Linked DNA regions of Mus musculus: region 2 is linked to region 1. Evidence: chromatin contacts called from public HiChIP or PLAC-seq data. All regions are on one chromosome and are shown on one strand. The core of a region is the stretch at or near the end of the contact, and the rest is flanking DNA. Distances in the headings are between cores, read along the strand shown.

Region 1 (4,123 bases), core at 645-3,144:
CTTCAGACTTCACGTGGCTCTCCTTTCTTAGAAACTAGCTGGGGCCTGTTACCTATTTCCTCTTCCAAGTGACAGCCCTGGGCCCGGGTAGGACAGATAGGAAGGAGGCCCAGCCCCAGCACTCACCTGGCATTGACAGGAGTGCTGGGGTTGAAGAATTCCTGTGTTACCAGGGTAGCATACCAGGAGACAGCAGTCAAAGTACAGAGACCTAAAGAACCAAGTAGGGAAGCTCAGCTCTGCCTGGGCCGGCCAGCCGCAAAAGCTGGGCTAGCCACATAGTCAAGAGGGGAGAGGAAGCTGGGCACTCACCTGCCAAGAGGAAGAGAGCACCTCCGGAGATGGCCACACGGCTCTTGGCAGTGGGGTTACTGTCTCCAACCCGAGTGCACTTCATGCCCACGACACTGAGCACCATGGCCACAAAGCCCAGGAGCACAGCCACGACCATCAGGGCTCGTGCTGACTGGATATGACCTGAGGCAGGTTAAGAAAGGTCTGAGCACGAGTGGGGAACTCGGAGAGGGGTGGTGGGGTGGTGGGGTTGTAGGGGGGTGCAAAATGGAGGTGTTAGACCTGAAATGAGAGGAAGCTGGCGTGGAAGGGCTTGGGTAGAAGCCTGAAGAGGCCTGAGCACTTGCCTGCTTGTGAGAAGAGACAATGAGTGTTTGAGGAGAGGGGGCAGAGTGAGGTCATTGTCACTGCTGACCCCGTTTCCCACCGGCCCTGACTGGCTCCTTTCTCCTGGGTCTGGTACACCCTCAATCAAGCAGCAGGAGATGGGGCAGAGTATCACTCAGGATCACCAGAGGTAGAGCTGAAAGTGCCTGAGAACCAGCTAAACCCAGCTTGGTTCCCAGCAGCAACCCTGTCAATCGTCCCTGTCAATCATGGAATCCTATGCTTTTTTCTTTGGGAGTGTATTGGTCAGTTCTAGGCCCCAGGCAGCAGGAGACTTAGATCCCTGAGGGAGGCAGGCCAGTGGTTTGTCTGGACCAGTGTGAGTGGGACTGACTGTGTGGGCTCTACTTTGAGCCCTGTCGGAGTGCAAGTGCGATGGTCCCCAAGGTCAGAGCTGTAATGGTGTCTGACTCTGTGTGTGTGTGTGTCCGTGTGTGTGTGTGTGTCCGTGTGTGTGTGTGTGTGTGTGTGTGTGTGTCGGTGTGTGTGTGTAAACATATCTGTCAATATGGAATATGGAGAGAAGAGGAGTGGAGAATGATAACAGGCTTATGAAACCAGACCCTCATCTCAGTCCACCCTCCCATGCCCTGTGTATTAATGGCCTGGTTACACAGGAGAACATTAGAACGCAAGGGTTGAATGAGTGGGTATTAGGACCGGGAGCCCAGGCTGCCAGCTTCTTGTGTTCCTGCCTCCTCAGAGCCTAGAGACCTGACTGGCCTGGACTCTCCGGTGTACACAGGACAGAAGTTAGGGACTCCCACAGGGGCTGGAGTGTGCCACCCAGCACTAAGGACAGGCTGTGAAAAAGCTTGCCGACAACCTCCCCAGCCCAGTCAGTGCCCCGTCAGTGCCCCCTCCCCGGCTCCCACCGGAGGCCTACCGTCCAGGGCCAGGAGTGAATCGTAGAGTTTGCATTGCACCTGCCCGGTGCTCTGAGAGGCGCAAGACATCCACAGCCCTTCGTAGAGGCCCACGGCAGTGATGATGGCATCGCCTGCATAGGAAGACTGCTTCCACTGTGGCAGGGCAGTGCTGGCGATGATGCCCACCCAGCCGCCCAAGGCTAGGAAGTAGCCCAGGAGCTGGAGGCCCGAGTTGGCCATGGCCCAGGTAGGAGTCTGAGAGTTCCAGGACTCAGAGATGGGCCAGGGTGTGGAGGAGCGTTGTGGTCATGGTAAGAGGAACAGCCGGAAAAGGGGAGCTAAGTGGCACAGGAGGAGAGGAGGAGAGGGGATGGCTGGCTGGCCAGCAGAGGCAGTGGCTGCTGATTCCAGAATGCAGGGGGCGGCCTTGGGGCTGGAAAAGGCCAAAACCCGCCCACAGACAGTCCCCAGCAGAGCTCTTTTCGCCCAGTTTCTTGGGAGTGGAGGGTAGAACCTAGGATCCAAGCTGGGGTACCCCTGCCCTCCCTGTCTCAATAGTAAGGAAGGGAGGGGCTAGGAGGAGTGACTCTTCCCCCTTTTAACCAGGGAAACCCCTTTAGGAGTGATTCCAGTGCTCTGGGATTCTCCTAATCCCTTCCCCAGCACCAGCTCAGTGGATGGCTTTGCTGTGCTTCAGTGCCTGATCTGAAGCGGCGGTTTCTTGCCCACTGACTTGAGGACAGAAAAAGAAAGAAATTTTAGTTACAGCAGGAAAAAACTATAGAGTTCTCTCTCTCTCTCTCTCTCTCTCTCTTCCTCTCTCTCTCTCTCTCTCTCTCTCTCTCTGTGTGTGTGTGTGTGTGTGTGTGTGTGTGTGTGTGTGTGCTGGGTATGGAAACCAGGCTTTGTTGTACATGCTAGGCAAGCACTCTACCACTGACCTAGATCCCCTGGAGTTAGTTTTGGATCAGGGCTTTAAGGCCAGATGTGCAGAGACTCAGTTAAATATGAGCTGCTGGGGAGAAGAGTCCTAGGTACCTGGAAACCATGTCTATCAAAATGGGAGAGGCCAAAGCAGGGAAGATGTGCTATGGGGTCTGTCTGCGATCTGAGGAGTCAGAAGAGGGACCCACAGTAACTGGGCCAGTGGTAGCTGTCTGCCAGCCTCAGGACGTGGTGGGGAGCTGGGGAGATCTGCGCCAGCATCTGTCCTGAACTTGGAGGAAGAAGAACTGCTCAGCCAGTTAATCCCTTTGCTGGCTGGTTCAGCAGCTCCTGCTGGGACCTGAGACAGCAGGCCCTGGCCCCTAGCTCCAGAACAGCCTGGCAGGGGCAGGGGCCTCTGTGCATTCCTGGGGTTCAGGCTCACCGCTCCTAGACCCCTGCCCGCCCCTTCTCACTCAGCCCTCGGGAGCAGGGAATGTTTAACTCCCCTGGGTCTCATTAGCAATCCTCTCACGTTCATTTCAGCCCCACAGGCTTGGCATGGGTGCAGGAGGAATGTCACACCCCTGCTCCCGCTCCAGCCTCCCAGCCACCTCTCTTACATCCCCTGCATCCATCCCACTGCCTTTCCTGAGCTGCAACATGGCCAGCTTCCTCCCCCACACCTTCAACCCCCACAGCAGGGACAAACCCCCAGCCTGCTGCCTTACATTCCTCACGTGGGTGCCTGGCACTCTCAGACAATGGCAAGCCTATGTGCCTGCTCAGGGCGTGGGCCCCTGGTATGGCCTGCAGCTCCAGCTCAGCTCCAGGGACCTGGGGGAAGCTGGGTAAGGGGCGAGTGCTGTTTGGTAGACAGTGCCACACACTGGGTCCCTCTGACTTCTTGTGCACACTGGACCTGCTTCTTAGAGTAGCTGGCCAATCCCCAAAATAGCAGTGGGGGCCAGAAGGGTGACAGAAAAGATGGTTCAGACTTCAAATTCTCCTGCCATGAACGATAAGACAACAGAACCAAAGGAAACAGGGGAGATTACCAGAGCCCAGAGTGAGGCAGGAGATACAAGCAAAAGACTCCTGGGGGTAGTAAGGCTCAGGTAACCTCAAGGCAGACCTTCCAACTAGGCAGGTAACTGGGCTGTGTAGGTGCTGGTTCCTATGGCCTCTCCCCATGTCTTTGCCTTTCTGCCTTTTGGAGGGAGTGGGGATAGGGATGGGAGTGCCTCATAAGCTGCTCCCTACTAATGAGACAACTGAGGAGTTCAGCATCTTCATCATTAAAAGCCGGGCAGTGGTGGCACATGCCTTTAATCCCAGCACTCGGGAGGCAGAGTCAGGCGGATCTCTGAGTTCGAGGCCAGCCTGGTCTACAGAGTGAGTTCCAGGACTTCACTGAGAAACCCTGCCTCATCCACCACCACCCCCAAAAAAGAGATACTGTTTTGCTGAGCTGGCATGAAGCTTAGGGGAGTCAGAGGGTCTGCACTGGTAGCAACTCTACAGAGGCTATTGGAAAGGCCAGACAAGTTCCTCTCTCCCCAAGCTGAGCCTTGGCCTCTGGCAAAGAGTTCTCTGTGAGGAAGAACCAAGCCTCGTTCTGACCTTGGACACACTGGTCAGATCCCTGA
Region 2 (4,482 bases), core at 1,041-3,540, 240 kb before region 1:
TTCAATCCCACTATTCAGGAGGTGGAAGCCAGAAGATCAGGCATTCAAAGTTATTCCTGGCTATAGCAAGTTCTATAACAGTCTGGGTTACACGAGACCCTGTCTCCAAAAGCAATAAAAATTGCTGTAGAAAATTGGACATTCCTTTAATCCCAGCCCTTGGGAGGGAGAGGCAGGCAGATCTCTATGAATTTAAGATTAGCCAGGGTTACAGAGTGAGACCCTTTGTACCTCCCATCCTGTCCTCAAAAACCATGCAACCTCAATGGTAAAGGCAGGAGAGGGCATCTGGCTTTGAGTGGAGCTGTGGTTAAATCGCCTTCTTTGAAAGTACCCATTACAAGGCACTGGTTACAGTTTCATCACCTAGAAAATGCATTCGGGGACTAGGGAGGTGCTTTAGCAACATTATTGCCTCAAAATATTTTTTTAAACTTCCTGAATACAGAACTTCCCAGAGGCATATCTTAGTGGACAGGACATTTGCAGTTCACCATTCACCTTCGCAGAGATGTCTTGCCCATTTAGAGATGTCATTGCTGAGTCAAGATTGAAACCATAAAATTTCTTTTGTAAAAGAGTAAAAAGAAAAAGAAAGGAAAAGGAAAGAAGGAAGAAATGCGTTAGGGAGAGCAAGAGGGCTGACTGAGTAGAGGTGTTGCTGGACAAACCTAGTTACCATGGAGAGAACCCATTCCCAAAAGTTGTTCTGCACACCCTGCAAGCTCCTTCTGGCATTCACGTGACCCTGTGCTTCAAACACACATCGAAGATGCACAAAACATCATTTAAACCGGGTGGTGGTGGAGCACACCTTAAATCACAGCACTCGGGGAGCCAAAGGCAGATCTCTGTAATGAATTTGAGACTAACCCGGTGTCTTAGTTAGGGTTTTACTGCTGTGAACAGACACCTTGATCAAGGCAAGTCTTATAAAAAAACAACATTTAATTGGGGCTGGCTTACAGGCTCAGAGGTTCCGTCCATTACCATCAAGGTGGGAACATGGCAGTATCCAGGCAGGTATGGTGCAGGCAGAGCTGAGAGTTCTACATCTTCATCCAAAGGCTGCTAGTGGAAGACTGACTTCCAGGCAACTAGGATGAGGGTCTTAAGCCCACACCCACAGTGACACACCTATTCCAACCAGGCCACACCTCCAGATGGTGCCACTCTGAGAATATACAAACCATCACATTTACAGAGTGAGTTCCAGGACAGAAACTACACAGGGCTACAGGGAAGCAGGGCTACAGGGAGACAAGGTTACCCAGAGAAACCCTATATTGAAAAAACCAAAATGATGATGATGATGGCGGCGGCGATGATGATTTCAAAAAGATGTTTTAAAGAGCTGGAAACACAACTGGCTAAAGTCAACCCCATAGTTATTTAGAAATGACTAGCTAGGAGCTGTGAGATGGCTCAGAGAGTAAAAGCACTTGCTGCCTAGCCTGACTTTGATCCACATGGTGGGTTTCAGGAGAACCAGATCCTGAAAGTTGTCCTCTGATCTTCACGATCAAGCTGTGGTAACAGGCCACCAGCTCACCTTGTGCACAATAAATAAATAAATAAATAAATAAATAAATAAATAAATACATAAATAAATAAATACATAAATACATACATAAATAAATGTATAATTAATTTATTTTCAAGAACCGAATACCAGGTTTCACGCTATTGTTTGCGGGCAGAATTTGCAAACGGCTAGGACCACGGACAGTATGTACAGAGGACTGAGTTGGAGGGCGGAGGGGAAGTGGGGTGTGGACTAGGAGGAAAAAACGCGCCCTAGGGGTTCCCCTAACTCAATATGGGGGTCTTAACCTGTTTTTATGACACTGGGGTTATGATGGTCAAGCGCTGGTGCAAACTGGGGTGTAAGAAAAGGAAAAGGATCTTCGAATTATCTAAATGAAGTATCTGGTTGCTAAGACCCAACTGCCTCCATCTCCCAGCCAGGCTGCAGGCCAGGATTGGGGCAGACAGATCGCTCTTCTAAGGGTCAAGTCCAGCTGCAGAGCCCCGCCATGTGACCTTGCCAGGCTGGGAGTTGTCTTTGGAAGAGGTTGGTGGTGCAACCAAGACTCGCACTTTTCTCTGGGGGAGCAGCACCGCGCCTACCCAGCCAGTGGCCCATCGGTTCCCGGGGTCGCCCCAGCCCCGCCCGGCCGCCGCAGGCTGCGCAGCTCCGCAGGCTCCGGGCCGGGTCCTCCCCGGGCGTCGCGACGTGCTGATTGGCTGGGCGGAGGCGGCGGAGGAGGCAGCGGAGGCGGCGGCGGCGGCGTCGGCGCGAGGCGATCCGGAGCATTCGCCGGCCGGGTCTGCAGAGGCGGCTGGCGCACGGCGCAAGCAAAGCCGCGGTGCTCGCCTGGGACGCGCCAGGGGGTCGCGCGGGCGAGCGGCCGCAGCTTCGGTCGCCATGTGCGCGCAGGTCTGGCTGCTGACCGACCGGCTCATCCGCGAGGACTACCCGCAGGTGCAGATCCTGCGCGCGCTCCGCCAGCGCTGCTCGGAGCAGGACGTGGGTTTCCGGGCGGTGTTCCTGGACCAGATCGCCGTCACCGTCGTCGGCGGCCACCTAGGTGAGCTCAGCCGGGGGAGGGAGGGAGGGGCACCGGGGTCCCGTGAGCCGGCCGCTCTCCTCCTTGAGCCCGGCTCCGAGGTAGCCCCTCTGCAGCAGCCTGAGGCCAAGAGTAGAGAAGATGCTTAATTCATTTAGGAGATGAGTTAATGGGGCATTCACATTCACCTGAAGCTAAAGGCACCAAACCTCACACTGTAGATTCTCCGAGCACAGGTGGCCTGCCGGATTGGATCCCGAAATTAAAAGAACCAACCCAGAATTCACAAAATTGCTCTTAGGCAGATGTTTGGGAAACTTTTCCAGTGGTATGTATGCTCCAGTGATGAACGCCCTAGGTAGAACACTATTCTCAAACTGGGAGCCTAATTATGGGAGACAGCTGAGAAAGATTGAGATCGTCTCTGGAGGGGAAGGGGCGAGAGGAGACGATTGATGGTTTCCATTAATTTGTCCTCCTCCCAAAGAATGTTTAATTCAGATTCCAAAATAGCCAAGTACTTCCAGGCCTCACTGGTCCCTTCAGTGCCGGGTCCAGGGCAATTGAGGTGGGAGGTTGGGGGAAATGGTTATTATCCCTGACTGCCTATTCAAAGCGTTCTGTTTATTCTTATTATCTTCAATACATGCCTGCTATGTATTGCTAAGCTATCCATGACTTTGGAAACTCGTATTCACTGGCTTACAGTCTGTGTTCTCGGTAAGCCCTCCGAGGTAGCCAGCTATTTCAGGGGGTCCAGGGCTGAGGAGGGTTGGGCCGTCTTGGATGCTTCTTGGAATGTTACCCATATGTCATCTTTAACTGGTTGAGTAGAGTTCCTTCTGCAAGGGTAGGGATTCCACATCCTGAACAGACTACTTACAAGTGAGGTTTTGAGTATGTGTCCCTAAGTGAAATAGCTCAGTTTTGTACATTGTTCATCGGTAGGTGTAGTTAAACCTTACTAGGTTCAAAATGCATATACTTTGGGAGTAGTTATATGCAAGCATTAGACACTCCACATTTCAAGTGGTGTGCTTAAGTGTAAAAATACCATTTTTTAAGTTTGGGTTGCTGAAACCCTCCTGATTGGTTAACGGTGAACGCCATTTCTGAACAGAGAATTTGAAGAACTAGATTCTTCTTACAGCTTTTTTGTTGCCAAATGTCTCGGCTTTGCTTTGTGATAATCACTTTGACTTTGATTTTAGGGTTTGGTTTGGTTTTGCCTTTTCACGGTTAATTTTATGTCTATGGGTGTTTTGTCTCCATGTATGTCTGTACACCATGTGCATGCAGTACCCTCAGACGCCAGATGAGGGCATCATATCCTCTGGGAACTGAAGCTATAGTTGTGAGCCACCATGCAGGCTCCAACCTGGGCCCTCTGGAAAAGCAGCCAGTGTTCCTAACCACTGAGCCCTCTCTCCTGCCCCCATCTCTTTGAATCATGTATGTCATATTTAAGTTGAGATTCTCCAAGCTTGAAAAGCTTTGGGTTCCATATTTAAGTGGAATGATCAGTTATATTTTGGTGATCTAAAACCGGTCATTAATATATACTTGTGTCCATTCCCAAGATGAGTTTCCTTGTTTTCTTTACAGCTTGTAAAAACATCCTTTTGAGAGACGGTAGTCAGATTTTCCTATTGTTTGTCAGTCTTTACGTGTACATCAGCACTTCTGAAGATGTTCTCTCTGAATGTATAAAACTTCGTGTTAAAGAATCAATTGTAAGAAAAGTGAAAATTAAATCGTAATGATTCAGGAAGCACGTAAGCAATTAAGTAGAACTCATGTGTGAAAATGTCTGTGTTCACAAACTAGTCATTTACAAGAAAATCTATATAGATGCTTGATGGATGGATGGAGAAATTGAAGACAGGTTTTTTGGTGTGTGTGTGTTTGTTTG

Evidence for each region. HiChIP or PLAC-seq counts read pairs in DNA pulled down with a chosen protein or histone mark.
Region 2: a contact with region 1 is called in an H3K4me3 HiChIP or PLAC-seq map of neural tube, with 3 times the contacts expected there. The contact joins the promoter of Rimkla here to the promoter of Cldn19 in region 1. A contact is called at or near these places in 2 of 39 promoter capture datasets (hippocampal neurons and pre-B cells), 3 of 15 datasets of contacts at CTCF or cohesin (the NIH/3T3 cell line, large pre-B cells and pro-B cells), 1 of 484 Hi-C or Micro-C datasets (the HL-1 cell line), 2 of 115 datasets of contacts at active chromatin or transcription factors (embryonic forebrain and neural tube) and 3 of 9 other capture datasets (adipose tissue, liver and pancreatic islet).

What each region holds. Positions count from the first base shown.
Region 1 is chr4:119,253,240-119,257,362 of GRCm38.p6, reverse strand. It overlaps Cldn19 (claudin 19), which reads right to left and starts at 1,894. Exons shown (of 5, transcript NM_001038590.1): 1 at 1,568-1,894; 2 at 313-477; 3 at 127-211. The coding sequence starts at 1,790. Gm12927 (a long non-coding RNA gene) reads left to right here and starts at 113. Exons shown (of 2, transcript XR_376592.4): 1 at 113-496.
Region 2 is chr4:119,490,406-119,494,887 of GRCm38.p6, reverse strand. Rimkla (ribosomal modification protein rimK-like family member A) reads left to right here and starts at 2,290. Exons shown (of 5, transcript NM_177572.4): 1 at 2,290-2,591. The coding sequence starts at 2,429.